Linked DNA regions of Pan troglodytes: all the other regions are linked to region 2. A link is a contact called in public Hi-C data. All regions are on one chromosome and are shown on one strand. The core of a region is the stretch at or near the end of the contact, and the rest is flanking DNA. Distances in the headings are between cores, read along the strand shown.

What was found. A called contact is a pair of places that touch in the nucleus more often than the background predicts.
Region 1: a Hi-C map of stem cell-derived neural progenitor cells shows a contact between it and region 2, with 3 times the contacts expected there. The contact joins the promoter of STMN3 here to the promoter of ZNF512B in region 2. A contact is called at or near these places in 1 of 7 Hi-C or Micro-C datasets (stem cell-derived neural progenitor cells) and 1 of 1 datasets of contacts at active chromatin or transcription factors (stem cell-derived excitatory neurons).
Region 3: a contact with region 2 is called in a Hi-C map of stem cell-derived neural progenitor cells, with 3 times the contacts expected there. The contact joins the promoter of ZGPAT here to the promoter of ZNF512B in region 2. A contact is called at or near these places in 1 of 7 Hi-C or Micro-C datasets (stem cell-derived neural progenitor cells) and 1 of 1 datasets of contacts at active chromatin or transcription factors (stem cell-derived excitatory neurons).

What each region holds. Positions count from the first base shown.
Region 1 is chr21:69,992,972-69,995,671 of NHGRI_mPanTro3-v2.0_pri, reverse strand. It overlaps STMN3 (stathmin 3), which reads left to right and starts at 1,388. Exons shown (of 5, transcript XM_514783.9): 1 at 1,388-2,183. The coding sequence starts at 2,165. It overlaps LOC107972506 (a long non-coding RNA gene), which reads right to left and starts at 2,409. Exons shown (of 2, transcript XR_001715143.4): 1 at 2,294-2,409; 2 at 513-1,160.
Region 2 is chr21:70,315,202-70,317,901 of NHGRI_mPanTro3-v2.0_pri, reverse strand. ZNF512B (zinc finger protein 512B) reads left to right here and starts at 1,369. Exons shown (of 17, transcript XM_024352133.2): 1 at 1,369-1,492. LOC107970101 (a long non-coding RNA gene) reads right to left here and starts at 1,259. Exons shown (of 3, transcript XR_008541285.2): 1 at 918-1,259; 2 at 1-2.
Region 3 is chr21:70,046,244-70,048,943 of NHGRI_mPanTro3-v2.0_pri, reverse strand. It overlaps ZGPAT (zinc finger CCCH-type and G-patch domain containing), which reads right to left and starts at 1,272. Exons shown (of 7, transcript XM_525387.8): 1 at 1,066-1,272; 2 at 1-78. The coding sequence starts at 50. ARFRP1 (ADP ribosylation factor related protein 1) reads left to right here and starts at 604. Exons shown (of 8, transcript XM_009437655.3): 1 at 604-758; 2 at 1,528-1,626; 3 at 1,887-1,974; 4 at 2,188-2,270. The coding sequence starts at 1,534.

The DNA.
Region 1 (2,700 bases), core at 139-2,638, 320 kb after region 2:
TGTGCCTGCCTAGGTGCTGACAGTCAGTACCCCTGTTGTGTGTTCCTGCTAGTGCACACTGTGCACATCTACTGTGTTCCTGGCACTATGCCACGGGCTTCCACACACCTGGTCCCTGTGCTCCAGATGAGGACACAGAGGCTCTGAGAGGGCCTGGCCAGAGTCACAATGAGTGTGAGGCATTGCAGTGCTCTGAGCCTGACTGGGTGGGTCCTACCCCACCCACATGAAAGACTCTGGAGGTCCCAGAGAGGGCTACTTCTCTTGATCCCTAGCACCTGAGCTCCAGCACCCGGGGCTGGAGTCTGCCTGAAGGATGCTGACCATCCCCAACTGCTACTGTGGTGGCCAACAGGGAGGACACAGCTGCTGTGGTGGGCAGCTCTGTGTGCCTCTCTGCCCTTCTTCCTCCTTCCCAGAGCTGGCTTCCTAGGAATGGCCCAGGGGCCAACACCTCTGTGTGTATATTAGTTTGATATGGCTTCATAGCAAATCACCACAAAACCAACAGCTTAAAACAACTCCCATTCATTACCTCCTAATTCTTAGTAACGCAAGGCTGAAACCAAGTGGGCAGCTGGGCTCAGTTCTTGTGTGGAGGCCCTGGGGTCAAACCTGCCTCCAAGCCCATTCTCTTCTTGTTGGCAGAACTCACTTCCTTGCAGTTAAGGCCTTGTTGTCTTGCTGGCTGTTGGCTGGGAGCAGTTCTCAGATCCTTGCCACGTGGCCCCCTCATCTCAACAACAGAAAACCTTCTTTGGTTTGATCCCTCCGATTTCTTCAACCAGCCAAAGGAAACTGCTTTTAAAGGGCTCCTGTGATGAGGTCAGGGCCCGCCTGGTGATCCTCCAGTCTTAAGGGTACCTCTGGGCCACACAATGTCACATTCCTGGGCATCACCCCCACCAGACTCACAGTCCCGGGGATGATGCCGGCTTGCACGTCAGGGGTCAGGACTCTCCAGGCCACCCTAGGATGTGACTGGCCTTGGGTGCTCCCAACGCACTGCTAGAGCTGAGGCTTGCCCCTGGCTTTTGTGTTGCTGAGCCAGCCTCATGGCTCTGCAAGTCTTCTGAGGTTTTCAGGGTTTTGCTCCTGGCCCTATGACTTAGTTGCTTGTAGGGCAAAGCACTTTTCTCCCTGCCTCGGTGGCTTCATCCCTGCAATGGCAAAGACGCTCCGTTTGCCTACCAGGCTTTCCCTTTGGGAGTTATGAGGAGAGGGGGAGGCAGGATAGGTTGCCCCCCACTCACTAAGTGCGCACAACCCTGGCACCCCTCCTCTCCATCGTCTGGGGGCATCATTGTTTCATCTTACCCCTGAGAAACAAAGGCCCAGTGAGGTCAGACGCTTGCCCTTGGCCTGGGCCACACAGTGAGTGGAGGTCAGAGCCCAGGCGGGAAACCATCTCTTTCACCGCAAAGCCTTTGTTCTGGCCTCACTCCTCCACTTTCACTCTTCTCCGCTCAGATCCTGCCCATCCCCTGGGCTCACAGGAGATGCCCCTTGGAGGCCTCCGGGCCAGCGCCCACCCCTGTGGCTGTGGCATCCTCTCCGATGGCAGGCACAGACCTGGACCCTGTTGGCGCCAGCCCAGCCTACAGCGACCTTGGCGGCGAAGAGCTCTGCGGCCCCACCCCATGGGTGGGACCTGCTCCTCCGGCATTGCCCCTGCCCCGCCTGCCCTGGGGAATGGGGGCTCATCTCCACCCCCACCCCACTCTCAGGCCTCACAAAGCCAAGGTGGGGAAGCGGCTGTCCCGCTGTGAGCGGTTGGAGGGTGGGGGGTCTTGTTGCAGTTCGGGTAGCCCCCCTCCTCCGCCCTCTCCCCCTGAGAGCCGCGGCCCCTTCCGCAGCCAGGCGCTTGCTCCTCTCTCTCTTCCTCCCTCCCTCCCCCGCCCCCGCAGTCTCTCTCTCTCTCTCCTTCCCCCAACACTCCCTCCCTCCCTCCTCCCCCCAACCCTCTCTCTCTCTCTCTCTCTCTCTCTCTCTCTCTGTGTCTCCCTCCCCCCACCTCTCTCTCCCGCCGCGCCCGCCTCCCGCCCGCCCTCGCTCCCTCCACTCCTCTCCCCTCCCCTCCCCGGCACTGCAGCACTAGCCGTCTGCAGCTCCGGCCGCCACTTGCGCCTCTCCAGCCTCCGCAGGCCCAACCGCCGCCAGCACCATGGCCAGCACCATTTCCGGTAGGCTCCCGGGCCACGGGCTTTGTGGGGCGGCGGGATCTGAGCAGAGGCCTCGTCTGGCCTCGCCTGGGGCAGCGGCCGGCAGCGGACGCCAATTTCCCTTCTCCTACCCTGCGCAGTGCAAGCCTGGGCCCGACCCGCCCGAGGCTGGGGTCTGCGGCGCCGGCGGGGCTGGTGGGGCGCTGGGCTGCGAGGCGCCGCGCCGGGGAGCGCTCGGGACCGGGACGTCGGGCGGGGGCGCCTCGCCCCTGGGGGAGCAGCGTGCCACGCAGGGCGCGACTGCCGCAGGGTGGCTCCCAGACCCGGGCGTGGGCTCGTGACCGGGTGGGCGCGCTCGCGATGTGCGGGCGGGGTCCCTGGGGCGTCCGGCGACCCGAGATCTGGGTCCGCCAGAGCCTTCGTGGGGAGGCGGGGAGAGGGTGGGACCCTCTGCCAAAGCCCCAGCCGGGAACCCGGCGCTCCCCGCGCCAGTGCAGCACAGGGGCTGGAGGGGGCGCTGAAGGAGGGGGGCGGGCCA
Region 2 (2,700 bases), core at 120-2,619:
GGCTGCAGTGAGCCAAGATCACACCACTGCATTCCAGCCGGAATGACAGAGCGAGACCCTATCTCAAGAATAAAAAAAGGACGGAGAAGGAGAAAGGAGAGAAAGGAGAGGAGGGGAAGGGAGGGGAGGAGAAGGGAGGGGAGGGGAGAAAAAGAAAGAGAGAGAAGGGAAGGAAGGAAGGAGAAAGGGAGGGAGGGAAGAGAAGGAAGGGAAGGAAGGAAGGAGAAAAGGAAGGGAGGAAGGAATAGAAGGGAGGAAGGGAGGGAGGGAAGAGAAGAGAAGGAAGGAAAGAGAAAAGGAAGGAAGGAAGAAGGAAGGGAGGGAGGGAGGGGAAGGGAAGGAAGAGAAGGAAGGGAGGAAGGGAGGGAGGGAAGGGAAGGAAGAGAAGGAAGGGAGGAAGGGAGGGAAGGGAAGGAAGAGAAGGAAGGGAGGGAGGGAGGGAAGGGAAGGAAGAGAAGGAAGGGAGGAAGGGAGGGAAGAAAAGAGAAGGAAGGAAAGAAAAGGAAGGAAGGAAAAAGGAAGGAAAGGAAGAAGGAAGGGAGGGAGGGAGGGAAGGGAAGGAAGAGAAGGAAGTAAGAGAGGGAAGGGAGGGAAGGAAGGCAGGCAGGCAGGCTCTCCTGGGGGAGATTCTTGTGGGTCCTGTGCCAGTCCCGTGTGGTGCCTCCTACCCGTCCTCTTTAGGAGAGCCACACCTTTCTCTGTCTCATTCATTCCCAAGTCCTGTGCTGTCAGTGCTCCGCCACCTCCAGACCACTCAGCCCACACCGGACCCCAGTGCCCCCTGCCTGCAGAAGCCCAAGCTGTGGGGCAGAGAAGGCCCTGGCACTGGTTCAGAACCACTGCCCCCAGAGCTGGGAAAGGGTGACCCAATGGTCAGTGACCCCAGTAAAACCCCATGGCCTTAAGCCGCCAGGCACCTCCGGGGGTCAGTCGCAAAAGTGGTCTCAGGGCCAGTTGGAAAAAGGCTGAATCCTGCGCTGCCGGTGCACGGCCCCCAGGGCCAGAGGTCAGGGTCCCGAGCCCAGAGACCACCCTCGCCGCGCGGGCCAGGATGCGGCGGAATCAGGTCGCCTCAATCCGTGCGCGCCGGACTCCGGGCAGTGCCTAGCGCCCCTATCGGGCCTCAGTTTACCCCACTGTCCAAAAAACGTCCCCCGCCCCAGGACGGCAGAACCGGCTACTCTGGACTGCGGGCCCGGCCGACGGGGGCGGAACCGCGGAGCGGGGGAACCACAGGCCAGCGCCGGGCCCTCTCCCCCGCCCCCGCCCCCTCCCCGCCCCCTCCCCGTCGCGGAGCGGCCGCGGGAATAACGCGAGAGTTCGCCCCCTCCCCCCCGCAGTAAAACTGTCAAAGGTGGGAGGGGCGGGAGCGCGCATGTGCGCAGCGCGGCGCGCAGCCTGCGCCGCCCGGACCCAGCGCCCCGCGCCCCGCGCCCCGCGCCCCCCGGCCCGGCCCGGCCCGGCCCGGCCGCAGCCCCGCTGGGCGCCGCAGGTAAGCGCCCGGCCGCGCCCCGGACCCATTCTGGCCGCAGCCCCGGCGCCCACCGCGTCCCGGATCTCGACCCTGCGCGCAGGCCAAGGAGGGGGCCGGGCCCGGAGCCCCCCCGCCCCCCGCCGCGCCCGAGCCCCCGCGCCCCGCGCCGGCGCCGTCTTCCTGCCTCCTCCTTCTCCAGAAAAAGTCGCCATTTTGGTTCACTGCCTTCGCCCCCCCACCCCGCGCCCGCGATCGGCCCTGCCCGGCCAGGCCGAGGCCCGCGCCCCGCGCCCCGCGCCCCGCGCCCGCTCCCGGCCCCAGGTGACAGGTGGGTGGCGAGGCTGGCCCCAGGTGCGCGTCCCTGGCCGCGCTCACCCGCGCGCCAGGCCTGGGCCGGGGTCCCGGGCCGAACGGCCTACGCGGCAGACCCGCTGCTGGCGTCTCCTGCGCGCAGCGCGGCGGAGCCCCCTCTCCCCGCGAGGGCTCTGTGTCCCCGCTGGGCTCGGGAGGGCCGAAGCCCCTTCTCATCCGGGGCGCCAGTCTCGTCTCTGCCTCCCAGGCTGGCCCTGGCCTCAGGTCCCACTATTCTGAATTCTTCTCCCAGGCTTCAGAAAAATTGGAAGTGGGGCCTCAGCAGGCACCTGCACCCCAGGCCACCGGGGTCATCAGGTGCTGGGATGACTCATGCCGGCCCTGTCTCCTTTCAAAGTTGCAAAGTGAGGGCTTCCAGAGAACTTTGTCCCCGGACACTGGCCTCCCCCTTGGCAATGGGCAGTGACTGTCCTGACCTCTGACCTCAGCTCTCTGGCCCTCCTGGACACAGCAGCCCCTTCCCATCCCCTCGGATCCAAGTTAATTAGAAGCTATCAGGAGGGGGCCACCTGCCCACCCAACCCTCACCCTGCTTCCTGTCCCACCCCCTTCCGTGGCTTTTCCACAGGGCTGGGCCCAGAGTCTCCTCTGCTCCCCAGCTCTCAGGATGGGGTTCCCAGCAGCACAGGCCCTCGGGGGCCCCAGCCTTGGGCAGCAGGGCGTTCTCTCTGGCCAGCATCCTGGGCCTTCACTGCTGGTGCTTCCACGACTTGTTTGGCTGAAGTGGTAGTGGTGGGTCTGTAGGCAGAGGACTGAGAGGATCCAGAGAGAGGTGGGGGGCGGGTCAGCCTGCCAAGCCTGGAGACAAGTCTGCGAAGAGCATCAGGTAGGATAGTTCAGCCGGCACAGGGACG
Region 3 (2,700 bases), core at 23-2,522, 270 kb after region 2:
AGCTGCGCACGGTAGGTCTGCAAGGCCGACTCCAGGCTCTCCTCGTCCATGCTGAGAGAGGGAGGCGCTGGACCAGGGCTGCAAGAAGAGAAGCCAGCTGAGCACCGCGTCTCGGGACCGACCCCACAGCCTGAGGACGGGCACGGGCACGTCCCCTTTCCCTCGGGGAGACACCGGCTCAGAGGCACAGCTCCCAGCGCAGAGGTCGCAGCCCGGGTACCCCCGCTCAGGCTCCGCGCTTCCCTTCCGAGCCGCCGTGGGCTCGCCGCTAGCCGGGTCCCGCGTCACTCCGGAGCCCCCTCCCCGCGGGGCGCCCCGCCGCCTGACCCTCCGCCGAGCCCACCCGCCGCGCCCGCCGCCTTCCAGGCCGGCCGCGCCCCCCCGCCCGGCGTCTCTTCTGTCTGGCCAGGGCCGCGTCCCCGCAAACCGCGGCCCCCTGGTCCCCGGCCGGGCACCTCCTCCGCGCGGTTTCCCAGCCGCAGCCACAGAGAGCCCGCCGGCCTCACCGGCTAGAGCGGCCCGGCGCCCCCTTTTCGCCCCAGCAGCCGATCGGCACTTCCTCCCGAGCGCCGCCGCTTCCGGAAGTGCTTGGCGCGCGGGGGCAGCCGGGAAGCGGAGCGCGGAGGCCGCTGGGACGCGGTTCAGCTCATTCCCTGAGGCCGGCCCGCGTCCCGTCAGGCGCCGCGCGGGGTTAGCGCGGGGTCAGCGGAGGTCAGCGGGGGTCAGCAGCGGCGGCTCCGAGGGCGCGGCGGACGCAGGTAGGCCGCAGGCTGTGCGGTGAGGCGCGAGGCCCGAGGGGCGGCCCAGGACTCGAGGTGGGACGCGGGTGTGACAGGAGCCAGCTTTGGCTGCTTGTCGGGGAGCCTCAAACCTGGCGGCGGCGGCATGGGGCGGACGTAGCCGGGGGCCGCGACCCAGGTTCTTCCTTCGCAGTCGTTCCCTGCCAGCCGCGCGCCGCCTCCAGGTGCACTCCAGGAGCAGCCGGGCCGCTGCTCACCCGCCCTGTAGTCCGCTCCCCCCAGGGCCGTCCCCGTTTTAAGAAATGGGGTGATGGGGCGTCCCTACCCGGCGCCTGCAGGGGCTCCTGGGGAGCGCGCCGGTGGCTCGCTGCTCCCGGGTGGGGCGCGGGGCTGACGCTCGAGGGTGCTGTGGCCCAGGCGGGGCTGCAGCGAGTGTGTTCCCCGTTCCGCGCGCGTGAAGCGTGGGAGCGAAGCCTCGGGCGAGGGCGGGAGCGCGGCTGAGCTCACTGTGAACACCTGGCTGGGTAGTCCCGCGAGCAGGGGAGGGGCCGGAACCGATGTGTATTCGGAGAGGTCGCAGTCATCGCTGTGAGCAGGACACAGTGGCGGCTGACCTGGGAGAAGTTACAGAGGGATGGGGTGGGAGAGGGACGAGGAGTCGGGAATGGCCCCCAGGCTCTCGTCCTGAGCGGTCGGCTGGACGTGGGGCGCCACTGACCACCGTGGAGAAGCCCGGGGGAGGGGAGGTGCTTTCTGGCTGCACACTGACATATGTTGGGGTGCCCAGGGCAGGATGTACACGCTGCTGTCGGGCTTGTACAAGTACATGTTTCAGAAGGACGAGTACTGCATCCTGATCCTGGGCCTGGACAATGCTGGGAAGACGGTGAGTGCCCACGCCCTTGCGCGCACCTTTCCCACGGCCTGGCGGCGCCCCCTTCGGTGTTGTGCTGTCAGCTGCACGTTCACTACCCAGACAGAAGCCAAATTTCACCTGAGACGGCAGGATAGTCACCACCAGCTTCCTGAAGAGCAGAGTGTTGCTCTGTTTCTGTTTCTGTCTTTTAAAGAACAGACCTGAGTAAGGATATTTGGAAGCCAGTATAGCCCCTACTTGATGTGTTTCGCCTCTCCCTCTCTCCTCAGACCTTCCTGGAGCAGTCGAAAACCCGATTTAACAAGAACTACAAGGGGATGAGTCTATCCAAAATCACCACCACCGTGGGCCTAAACAGTAAGGCGTCTAAACAGCAGGGCTGTGGGTTTGGGGCCTTGAGGATGCCGTGATGTTCACAGTCCAGCTGGCCCGTGGCCACAGCCCTGTCGGGCCCCTCTCAAGTCTCATTTGAGTGGCACCGGCATGCTTTGCCCCATCCCCTGGGAGAGCTGGGACTGGGTGTGTCGAGGACCAAGGTCATGAGCCTTGCCTGTTTCCTCCTCTCCCCAGTCGGCACTGTGGATGTGGGAAAGGCTCGGCTCATGTTCTGGGACTTAGGAGGGCAGGAAGAGCTGCAGTCTTTGTGGGACAAGGTAAGACTCCCTGGCCAGGACCACCCCCACCCCAGCCCTCCAGTGCCACTTCTTTCCAGAGTGCACCCTTTGGGCCCTTCCTCAGCAGCTTTCCTTACCCACTCTGTCCCTCGGGTTTTCTCTCTGGTCCCATCCCAGGTTCCCGAGTGGCTCCCTGTTTTGTCCCAGCTGAACCCTTAGCTGAAGTTGCCCCAAAAGTGGTGGTAGGGGAGTTTCCCACTTGGGAGTTCCCTGCGATGGGGCCAGTGGAGATTCCAGGGAAAGAATCACTAAATGCCAAGGCGATCAGATCAGAGCATGTATTAGGGGAACCTGTTGACAGAGTGCGGCATCCTCAGGTGACCAGTGAGAGAAGGGCATGTTCACTGGTCATGCCTGAAGCCGGGGGGAACTGGGTTCAGGGCTGGGGCTAGTTTCTTTCAATGTTTTG